2 separate regions of the Rattus norvegicus genome follow, and region 1 is linked to region 2. Evidence: chromatin contacts called from public Hi-C data. All regions are on one chromosome and are shown on one strand. Each heading gives the region's core, a stretch centred on a gene start, on an enhancer-like site or on the middle of the called end of the contact. The rest is flanking DNA. Distances are from core to core; before and after follow the strand shown.

Evidence for each region. A called contact is a pair of places that touch in the nucleus more often than the background predicts.
Region 1: a Hi-C map of liver shows a contact between it and region 2, with 4 times the contacts expected there. The contact joins the promoter of Zfp91 here to the promoter of Patl1 in region 2. A contact is called at or near these places in 2 of 12 Hi-C or Micro-C datasets (liver and psoas muscle).

The regions. Positions count from the first base shown.
Region 1 is chr1:219,348,782-219,354,067 of GRCr8, forward strand. It overlaps Zfp91 (zinc finger protein 91), which reads right to left and starts at 3,637. Exons shown (of 11, transcript NM_001169120.1): 1 at 3,261-3,637. The coding sequence starts at 3,601. It also overlaps a transcript of Lpxn not described here.
Region 2 is chr1:218,251,386-218,257,374 of GRCr8, forward strand. It overlaps Patl1 (PAT1 homolog 1, processing body mRNA decay factor), which reads left to right and starts at 4,490. Exons shown (of 19, transcript NM_001108520.2): 1 at 4,490-4,609. The coding sequence starts at 4,595.

The sequences.
Region 1 (5,286 bases), core at 2,387-4,886, 1.1 Mb after region 2:
ATAGTGAGACCCTGTCTTCAAAGAAATAAATACAGGAACAGAAAACTCAAACCAAACAAAGGAACCAAAAGAGAAAAACAAAAAACATAAGAAATAAGCCAAAGGGGAAAAAATTACATCCTCAACCTTCAAACTATTATACTATCCCATTTCTTGAAGCATATCCTCAAGAAATGAGGATCCTAACGAGAATACAGCAAACGATGAGCTTAATTCTTGAATAACACAAACACATCCACTTCATACAATTGGATCTAACTTCCTAACTACTAGCTATCTAGATCTTCGTGTATAATGCATCAAGGATTATTAATTAACAATAATAATAATAATTATTGTTAATTTAGCCTTTCTCCTGAATATTTTTCCTGCAATTTTTATTTTCTTGCATTCATATCTGTTCTCAAAAATGTCAAGAGTCAAATTTATGAAAGTATAACTGATTATTCAGCTGTAAAGCTCTTGCCACAAACTCAAAATATCTACAAGAGGAAATAGCTCTAAGATGCTAGTGACTTGCTCATGATGGTCACTAAGCCAATGAACAATACAAGCTGAGACATCAAATTTTCAGCCCGAACATAAAGTTCAAGCTTTTCTCCACTATATAATGTCGTCCATTAATAACACAAATTTTAGTTAATCTAAACCTATGTTTTTGATATTTTAAATGATTTTGTATATTTGGCTATTTCTTTAATTGGAAGAAACAAATACAGGTTAATAGGTCACAGGAACTTTGTAGGTAAAAAAGCAGGGATAGGGAAAGTGGATGAAAAACTAGGGAGGGAAAAGGATCTGAAAAGAACACATTTATTATAATAATTTAATAATTACATTTCTCATCTCCCTTCTAAATGTCATTTTATTTGGAAGAGCTTAATCAAGGTCAGAGTTCAGTACACTGACACCCAAAACTGCATGTCTCAAAGGATAAATAGAATATAAATTTTAAAAGTTCATTGTCCCGCCAGGCATAGATTAGATCCCTAAATAAAGGACAGTGAAACATCCATTACATTAAGACTGCATGCAGAAAAAAATCCAGGTGATCCATATATGCAAAGTCAAGTTGTAAGTTTCCTGTGTTCTTCCCAGTGTCACTGATCTTGAACCAAACTTTGAGTATCAATATTCTGAAATATTGGGTAAATGCCATGCTTTAAGGATGTCAAATAATGTTAGTCTGTTTTTCATCTTTCAAAGATTGAACTTGTTGCTTAATGTACATGTCATACTCTGTTGCAATTAAATGTCCTGCATAGTTTAAAAAAAAATTGTTACAGAACATCTGCAAACCATGTGCACAAGTTTAATTAATGAGTGCTAATCAACGTTTCCTTCCTTACCAACGTCCTTGAAGACAAGGCCAGATCTAATTTAGTGCTGTACTGCCTAGAGGAGTTAACAGTACTAGCCCTAGTTACTTTTCAAACAAGGACTGCAAAGCTAGAATGTATTGAGATCTATCTGATTTGTGGGCTGCTGATAAGTAAAAATGTGCAATAAAAATGATGAAAATTTTAAGAATCTGGTAAAATGGTATAATCTTAAATACATGAACAAGGGATAAATCTGAAGGCAAAATAAAGTAAAGATCATAACTATTGATAGTACTAGATGTGAAGAAACATTAAGATTGCTTTTTCTTCACAAGGACAACTGTGATTAAAAAAATTAATACAAGTAATCATATTCATCCAAGATCAACTGCTTCCACAATTACATTGTAGGCTTCAAGGTCCATTAGTATTTCCTACCATGTAGGAAAAAGCTAAACACCATTCTATGTATAATTTAACTTGATTCTGATGTACTTAAATAATTCTCAAGTGGCAGCTTTATGTAAAATAATATAAAACCACAAAACTTTACAAAACCTACACAAAAATACCACTATAAAGTACTCCTGCCTCTGGCTACCACTCCTCAAAGAACAAGTTGAATTTAGTATTTTAATGTGTAAGACACTGTGTGAAATGGCTGCACAATATATTTAATACGCACAAACTCTGACCATATAGATTATTCGTTGTATTGTATAACTGTGTACAGAGAAGAAACTGAAGGACACATAGGTTAAAGATTTTCCCTAAGGAATTTATGCCCAAGTAAGAATAATGATTTACATATTTTCAAATTTGTGAGATTAAGTACATTAAGATTTTTCTAAAAATGTACATACAGCAGTTACAATTTTCAATTCGGCTTAAAACTTTGTAAGGAGACTTTTACTTTTCATAGAACTATAGTTCCTAAGTTTTCTTATAGAAGTTAACTTTGTTAACTTAAATCACATTCAAAACCGGGGAAAAGACTCTAGTAGCAAAATATGATACATTTGGCTTTTATTCCTGAGGCTTCTTATGCAACTGTTCCAAGTCACAGATTTAATTCTGGAGCAAGCTTGTTTCTAAGCTTTAAAAATTTCCTAGGTCTAAGGTAAGCCAAGCTCTTGCACTCTTTCTTCTGGGAGGTTACAGGTTATCTGAAACCGAAGTCCCTGTTTTTATTTTCTTTTCTCCACTTGTAAATCAAATGACATAATATTCGCAACAGTGAATAGCTAATTTGATTAAAACGTCTGACTTAGAAACTCATGAACTTAACTATTCTTAAGTATTACTCTAATGAGCAATTAAAAATATTTACGCTCCTGGCCATCTGTTAAGGGCCTCTAATTAGTTCAAAGTAATAATTCATATCAATGTAATTTTAAGAGTAAGTACCTACGTTAAAATATACTCATAAAGAAAAAGTTCACACACTCGTACAAAGAACTATACATGTAGTTAATATACTTGTATTTGGCACAGCCGTGTTTCCACCATGACCATACAAATGAACCTGACCACTTAGAAGGGCGAGAAAGGCTACCTTGTAAGTGGCTCAAAGGTAAGTTAATAACAAGTAAAAACACTCTTCAGGGCTAGTAATGGTGCGGCTGATTTCCTAACGGGTATGAGAGGTAACACTGGAAGCGATAGGTTGACAAAGGGGGCGCAGAAGCCAGAGTGAGGACTGAGTAGGCGGGAGGCAGAGGGCGTGCAGCCTGCACAGGGCTACTTCGGGCGTGGGCTGGCGGCCACAGGCTGCGAAGCAGCGGGAGCCTGGCCGCCAGCGCCGTGACATCTGGCGTGCAGAGCCGGCAGGGGGCAGAGCAAGCAGGGTGTCACGTGGAGCGAGCGCTACGGGAGCCGGGAGGGTAGTGTAAGAACTAGAGGGGGGTCTTCCCCAACGCTTCAAAGACTGTTACTCACTGGAGTCGCGGACTCTTCTTGCCCTGAGCAGGAGACGGGGGCTTCGCGGCCGCGGGCTGATGCCCGTGGCCGTCGGGAGGCCTGTTGCTGGGGCTGCTCCTCCGCCGGCGGGGATACTCGGCCTTTCTCCGGCGGGACACAGCGGCGGCGGCGGCGGCCGCAGCGGTCCGGCCGCGATCCCGACCTCCTCTCAGCACGCGGCTGCTCGCAGTCTCTGCAGGCTTCGCCGCCGCCGCCACGCCGGACCGGAGCTCGTCCGAAGCCGCGTCGGCCGCCGCTGCCGGGCCCCCTTCCTGGTCCTGCTGCTCCGGGGATCGCGGCTCCTCCGTCTCCCCCGGCATCGGGGCTCGTCCGTCCCCCACCCCTGCGTCCCAGGCGGTGGAGGCGGCGGCGCCCCCGGCGCAGCTCCCCCCGCCCCCCTCGGCTCCCGGAGCGTCCGGCTCCCTCACTCCGGAGCGCCTCTCTCCCCCCGCCCCTCCGCCCGTTCCGAGGGCGCCCCCCCACCCGCCCCCTGCCACTCAAGCTCGCGACCGCCGGCGGCGCGCACGCGCGCACCCGTACAGACACGCAGCGAGCCAATCGGGGAGAAGGATCGGCTCCCCGGCCCAGCCCCTCGTGTTCTCACACGCAGCAGCGCACTCGGTGCCCTCCCCCACCCCTTCCTTCAACCAATCAGGAAACGGCTCTGAGGGAGAGCGCGAGGTTTCCTTCCCCGCGCGCCCGTTCTCACCGTTAAACGGCTGCGTCTCGCGACAATCCCAAAGTGACCTTTTTATCCCCCCCCACCTCTGGAGTTCAGATCAAGCTAGGGGCGGTGGGAGGGACAGGGCTGACGAGGGCGGTGGCGAGGACAAAACGCACCTTTCCCAGCCTCGCGCGCAACCCCCTGCCGGCTGCGCGCGCACCTGCCTCCCGGAGGCACCGCTGTTCCCTCAAGGGTTCTTACTAGCCTAAGAAGTAGCCTGGACGTTATCCCGCCTCCACTCGGACCCCCACCTTCCTGCTCTGGCTTTTCTGTCCCCAGCGCCGCCAGCTCTTGAGGGGAGAAGTGGTAAATTATTTGCGTTGCAGCTTCTCCTTTAAGAAAAAAAGGCCCTGTCCGTTGCCGGATGAAAGTCCCCAAAAATGGCGGCGATAGGATAGAGGCGGGGTTGAGGAGACTGCGCGGGATAGTTTTGAGGCGCATGCGCAAGGCCAACTTCGCTAAGGGCATTCTGGGGGACGTAGTCCTTTTTAGTCTGTGTTTCTAGGGAAATTATGGGAAACTAGAGGCAGAAGGAAGGCTGGGAGCTTTTCCCGGTCCGAGTTTACGGTTCGGCGAGGCATTGCTTCCGGGTTAGGCCGGGACGCCTGCGTAGATCTGGCACAAATATTGAGCCAATTATAGGTTAGGGGTGCTTGGGAGAGAATTCTGCTTCTACTGTTAATCTTTTTGTGTAAGTGCTCTGAAGTGCCCTTGTCATAGTCTTTACTTACTTCGGTTTGTTCATTTGAGGCTTCTACGACCTGCTACGTTCGTTTTCATTCCTCCATCTTGTGTTGAGCCTTTCACTCGTTAGGTCCTGGAGATCATGGACTCGTTATGCCTCTGTGAATTCAATTTTAATAAAACATGTAGGACTGATTGTAAAGTGGTTTCCTAGTAGGAATAAGGCGTCTTGGAATTGGCGTTGACTGTGGTCCCTGAGATGAAGCTGGAGAGGCGATTAGCGTGACTCCCAGTGATTTTTGTGGAGAAGCTAGCGGTCCGTCACGTTCTCCGCCCAGAGGCTGCATGCCTTTGCGGTTTGTAGATGTTTCTGCAGCACAGGAAGCACAGTCATAATAGCAGCTCTGTCTAGCGTTTGCAGCTAAGTACCTTCCTGATGAGTAAAGGGGGCTTTCCAATTGTTCAAACCGCAGCTGGTGGTAATGCAGACTCTTGTGGTTTTTTTCCCTCTTAACACGTTTGTAGGCATTTCTTAACCTTTGTTTGCATTCTTTAGTTTGCTTTTTACGCGTTGTAATCAGGAAACAACTTTCAAGG
Region 2 (5,989 bases), core at 3,240-5,739:
AAAATACAGAGGCGAATGCCAGCAGCAAACCACTGAACTGAGAACGAGACCCCCATTGGAGGAATTAGAGAAAGGACTGAAAGAGCTGAAGGGGCTTGCAACCCCATATGAACAACAATGCCAACCAACCAGAGCTTCCAGGGAATAAGCCACTACCCAAAGACTATGCATGGACTGACCCTGGGCTCCAACCTCATAGGTAGCAATGAATAGCCTAGTAAGGGCACCAGTGGAAGGGGAAGCCCTGGGTCCTGACAAGGCTGGGCCCCAGTGTAGGAGATTGTTGGGGGTGGGGGCAGATGGGAATGGGAACACCTATATAGAAGGTGAGGGGGCTGATGGGCAGGAAACTGGGAAAAGGAATAACATTTAAAATGTAAATAAGAAATACCCAATTTAATAAAGATGGAAGGAAAAACAATGCCCTGAGTTGGGTTCCCCTGGTGTTGTGGGAGTGGATGCGGAGCTAGTGCTAAAGGTCTGCTCAGGCACTGCTCCAGACTGGAAGGAACCCTTGTTTGGGCATTGCCTGGATGCATACTGGGCTTTACAGCATTAATGGGATTGCCCTTATGTCATTAGTTGTGCTAAGGTCTGGGGGCCTCTAACAGCATGGTGATATCTGATACCCTTTCTCAGCTTTGATTATGTTCCTAAGGCAGGGTCTCTCTCGTGTAGGCCAGATAACTTCCAACACTTCAATAAAGTATTCTTTGACTCCTGATGCTCCTGCCTCTATCTTGGACTGAGTGTAGTAATTACGGCTGTACCACCACCATACCTGGCCCCTTCTCTTTCTGAGACAAGGTCTGTGTATCCCTGGGTGTAGGCTGGCCTCTTAACTCAGAGATTCACTTGCCTCTGACTCCCACATGCTGGGATTAAAGGTCTGTGCCACCATGCTCAACAAAAAAAAAAAAAAAAAAAAAAAAAAAAAATCTTATTTGAAACATTTTTTCTTAAGTCTGTTTTTGTTTTGTTTTTCCAGACCAGGTTTCACTGTGCAGCCCTGGCTGTTCTAGAACTTGCTCTGTAGACCAGGCTGGCCTCTAACACTGATCTTCCTTCCTCTGCCTCCTGAGCAGAAGTGATTTCCATCACCATCCGACTATGTCTCTAGTTTCTGTGCCCCATTATATCTCTCCATGTACTTTCTTTGAATTGATCTTAAAGCTCACTTACATTTAGTATATGACAGTTAAGTTCTGGTTGTGAATGTGACTGGATCTCAGAGTCAACTAAAATGCTGGGCCCTGCTGTTAGGGATTTTTGTGGTCAGATTATTTGAGGTGCTGAAGACCCACCCATGGGTAGTCTTCGTAAAAAGTAAATAAAGATGAAACTGCATTTTGTTGGATGCTTTTACTCTTGTGGAAAAGTGTATCCCTTTGCTGATCTTAGAACCAGTTTCTTCATGCTTCTAACATCTGCTGAAGATCATCATCTCTCCAAGAATCCTCCAGGATGAAGGGCCAGACTGGGACTGAAAGACCTGCCCTTGTGGTCTGAGCAACTACTAAGATCTTGGGTTTCCCAGTGAGTTGACTACTGGAGTACTACAAGAATGGACTGCGTAAGTCACTCTATCACGTCCTCTTTTAACATATATTCACCCTGTGGAAGCAGTGGTTCTCAACCGTCTTAATTGCTTCTACCTTTAAAACAGACCGTGGTGAACCCAAAACATAAAACTTTCATTGCTACTTCGTAACTGTAATTTTGCTAGTTACAGGTCATAATATAGATATCTGATATGTGAAAGGGTCCCCTGACCCCCCCCAAAGGGTTTGTGACCCCCAGGTTGAGAACTACTGCTCCAAAGACTTCTAATAAGTAAAATCTCCTACTTTTTTGTAGGAAATTATACTTTCTGGTAGGTAATTTCCAACTTTGTGCTTTAGCTGTATCCTAAAACTGGTAGGTTTTGTTTTTATTTTTTGGGGGGGTGGGGGGAGGGGAAGCAGTTCGTGTGACCCAGCAAGTGAGGATGACCTTAAATTCCTGATTCTGCCCTCACCTCCCAAAGACCATATGCCTGCCTCTGATGGATCAATATGTTTATCATGCGGTTTTAAATCTTTTCTACCTTCCATTGCTTTCTCAGTTAGTTCACAAACTGGGTGGATCTATTTGGTTTCCAAACACAATTTTTTTTGTTTGTTTACTATTTATTTCTAAATGACCGGAAAACATGATCTGGTATCACCAAATTTACTCTCTAAATGTGTAGACTAAATTGGACATGGTGGCACGCACCTTTAATCTGAGATTAAACAAATATAGGCAAACATAGGCAGATCTCTGTGTGTTTGAAGTCTACGTGGTGAGTTTCAGGACAGCAAGGGCTAACGGTATATAGAGAGAGTCTGTATCAAGAAACTAGAAATAGAAAAATAAATAAGATTTGACTAAACATTTTCATGCTTCAAGGACAAAAAGTCTTCTTTATAACCTCACAGACCTTTGACAACTCATTATCTTGACAGGATAAAGCACCTGCTAAGAGATTAGTGAGGCACACCTCTGGGTGTCAGAGAAAACTGGATCGTGAGCACTGTGATCGAACGAATAGACTAAAATGATTATAATGACTGATTCAAAATATGAGGACTGTAATTGTAATGCTATTCATTACTGGGAACTCCTGGAAGGTCAGAGGCCTAGTGGAGGAAGTGGAAGCTGGTGTCCCTTGAAAGCTGAATCTTAAATGTCTTCTATATCTCAGTTTTTTTCTTGTCATACAATAAACAAATAGCCTTTGCCACACACTCCCTCCCACTCCATGACTTGCTAGGAACAAGCACGGATTATACCCTCTGAAACCTGAGTCTAAATTAACTTTTTTCCGTTTATATTGTCTGCTCAGGATTTTGGTCACAATACAAAACTAATAAACAGTAGCAAACCAACAAAAGACATTTTGTAAATGCGGGCTGGCAGGCTTACAAAATAAGTCTGACCAGAGTTTGATAGCTCTTGGTCTAAATGGCCTCTTGGTACTTTGATAATCGTAAGAGCCTGTTACCTCACACGAAAGTTTCATAACTCTTGAAAATCAATTACTAGCTTACCTTGCCTTCTCTTTAAGAGTCAAGTGGATTGGGGAGGGAGGCAAAAAAAAAAAAAGAAAGAAAGAAAGAAAGAAAGAAAGAAAGAAAGAAAGAAAGAAAGAAAGAAAGAAAGAGTCAAGTGGATTTGCTCTTAAGTGATCCGATTTAGGAATTCAGACATTTTAGCTACCCAACCCTGCAACACTTTGCAGTGAGAGGCTTAAGGCTATCTACTTAGAGCAGAGAATGTATTCTACTTGGTGAGATAGATATAATTATACCCATTTTATGAAAGAAAACATGAAGGGTCAGATGTTTAGAAAAACATGCCCAGTTTCTCATAGCAGTGGAAAAACTGACATTTCCCAATCCAGAACTTCTATTTTCAAATCCAATGCTTATAGTAAGCTAGTTGATTAACCCAGTCCCGTTAACAGTCATGTGTTAAGGAATTAAAGTGCACCATTCATTCCCAGGTGAGACAAGAGCCAGGGGGTAGTGAGTGACATTGTTCCCCTTTAATCCAACACTCTGAGGCAAAGGCAGGAGGAGCTATGCTGCCTGGTCTACAGAGTGAATAACAAGACAGCCAGTGCTACACAGAGAAACCCTGTTTCAAAAATAAAATAAAAATTAAGACACCCACTCAGACGGACTCACTAGAGGCAATAAAGCACCAAAGCTGCTAGAACCAGGGTGCTGAGGCTTGCAAGCTGAGCAAACTCCTCTGGGCTTGATCCTGAACGGAAATGGTTGTCTACAGCGCACTCAAGCTCACTGACCTTGCTACGGTGACCCCAACCCTAAGGCTGCGCGGCCCGTTAGGGCTCTCCCGCTTCCCAACGGCCTGAAGCGCCTGGCATCTAAAAATATCACTTTAAATAACCCTCTTTAAATGTGCCTTGTCTTTTTCCTGAAAACAGATGCTGTCAACACTTTGGCCTCTATTAATCACAGCCTTGGTCTCCCTGCTGATTCAGCCAGCGACCCGTCCCTTTCCAGAACACTGATTTTCCACACTATTCCCCCTCACAGATCAAGTCCAGGCACCCCGAGAAGGGCACTGGACGTTAGGTGAAACCACCCAAAAATAAAATCCCCGATTTTCTCAGCAGTCGCTTTAGGGTCGCATCCTGTGACATTCACAAGGCTTTTCTCCGCCCAGTCAGTGACGGGAATCTCGTGACTGAAAAGCACAGCGCAAGAGTGCCGCTGGGAGTACGGAGGAGGAGCCGCAAGCTCAGGCTCTCTGGTTCAGCCCCGACGGCCGCGCGTGCGCAGTGTCTTGCCTAGGGATCTCTTTCCCGCCGCTCACACTAGGAAGTCAAACGCCAAATCTGTCCCCGCGCAGCTGCAGCCGCCGAGGCGCCCGCCCAGCCCGAGGCGCGCCTGCGCACGTCCCCACGCACGCTCCGGCGTACGGCGGCGGCCAGGGGTCGCGAGCCGGTGGGAGACCCGCGCGCGCGGAGCAGCCCGGGGAGTCGGCGCTTTTTTTCCCTCCCTCCCCCCACTCCCCTCCCCGCTCCCTTCCCCCTTCCCCAAGAATGTTCCGCTACGAGGTGAGTGGCTGCGACCGGAAATGACCCCTCCCTCGCCCGCGCGCCCCCTTTTTCCTCTGCTGCCCGTCGCGCGGGTCTTGTGCGGCTGAGGAGGGGGCAGGGCGCGGACGGCTGGCGACCTGGCTTCGGCCGCCGGGCTCGGGTGGGGCCCGAAGCGCACCTCGGGGGGCGGGACTGGCTAGAGCCGGCCGCTGGTTTGCGGCTGGGAGAGCCCGTTAAGTGCGGTAACCTGACCCTTTCCTTGCGCCTCCGCTCGTGGAGCTGCCTTGGAGACCTGCATTGCTCCTACTCCGTGGCAAAATCCCCGGGGAATGCCCACGGAAGCGTTTCCCGCCCTGCACCCGGAACCCCTTCACCCGGATTACACACACCCGTGTGTACGCGGGCAGCGGTCAGGTGGAGGGTTAGGAACTGGCCCTTGGGCTGAGACTAAAGTCAGCTTGTAAGGAAGGCTCGGAGTGGGGAGGGGGCGTGTCCCCCAGAAGTTCCTTCTAGGTGAATGGAGGAAAGTGTGGGTTTGGTGACGCCTGGAGAATGTAGCTGTTTGCTGACGGTCATTTACTGCTGTGTGACCTTGAGCAACTCCTAATCTTGGGGCCAAACAGATTCCGGATTTATAGTTTAGGGACTGAGCTAGGAAAATCCTTACTGAGCCATCCTGATTTGGCCCAGTAGATCGTTGTGATATAAAGAGTTGCTAGAAGTTGCTTCTGGTATGGAGGCAGTTGCAGGACTGGCTCTTTAGGGGAGGAAGATTGGGTAGAAAGGCCCTTCAGAGTTCCCAGGTAAGTTATATCACAAGCTGTAACACTACTGTGTGGAATTCCATTTTGGAATCTTTGAACATTGAAAACAATAGAATGCTTGACTTTACATATGTGACTCAACTCACTTTGTGAAAAGATGAAGAGTGATGATGAGATACTGTGAATATAAGTTGCCAGAAGCAAAGAAAACTTGGTAAACTGAATAAATTTGAATTGGGAGAAATGATTGAAATTAGCATATACTTACTAAGCTTGTCTAGTGATCTTTACTCCCTGGAGGCTGAGGCAGGAGAATCAGGAGTGCTAAGCCATCCTGTACCTAGAGAAACAGTAACTAAAACAAAATAAAGTAGAACATACCCAAGATGTTATGGTGAGTCTAGCTAATATTCAGCTTTCTAAAATCTTTGCCTCCTTTGATCTTCACACAGATTTCTTTCATCAAGTTGTGTTTGGCTCAGAATTACAGTTTAAGGGACTGAGATTTAGTACCTAGTATAGAGTGTGAAGACATAGTGGGTCCTCAGAAGTTGTCTGGGAGAGTTGTCTGGGAGCCGGAGCAATGGCTGCTCTCCCACAAACCCTGGGTTCAATTCCCAGCACCCACATGGCA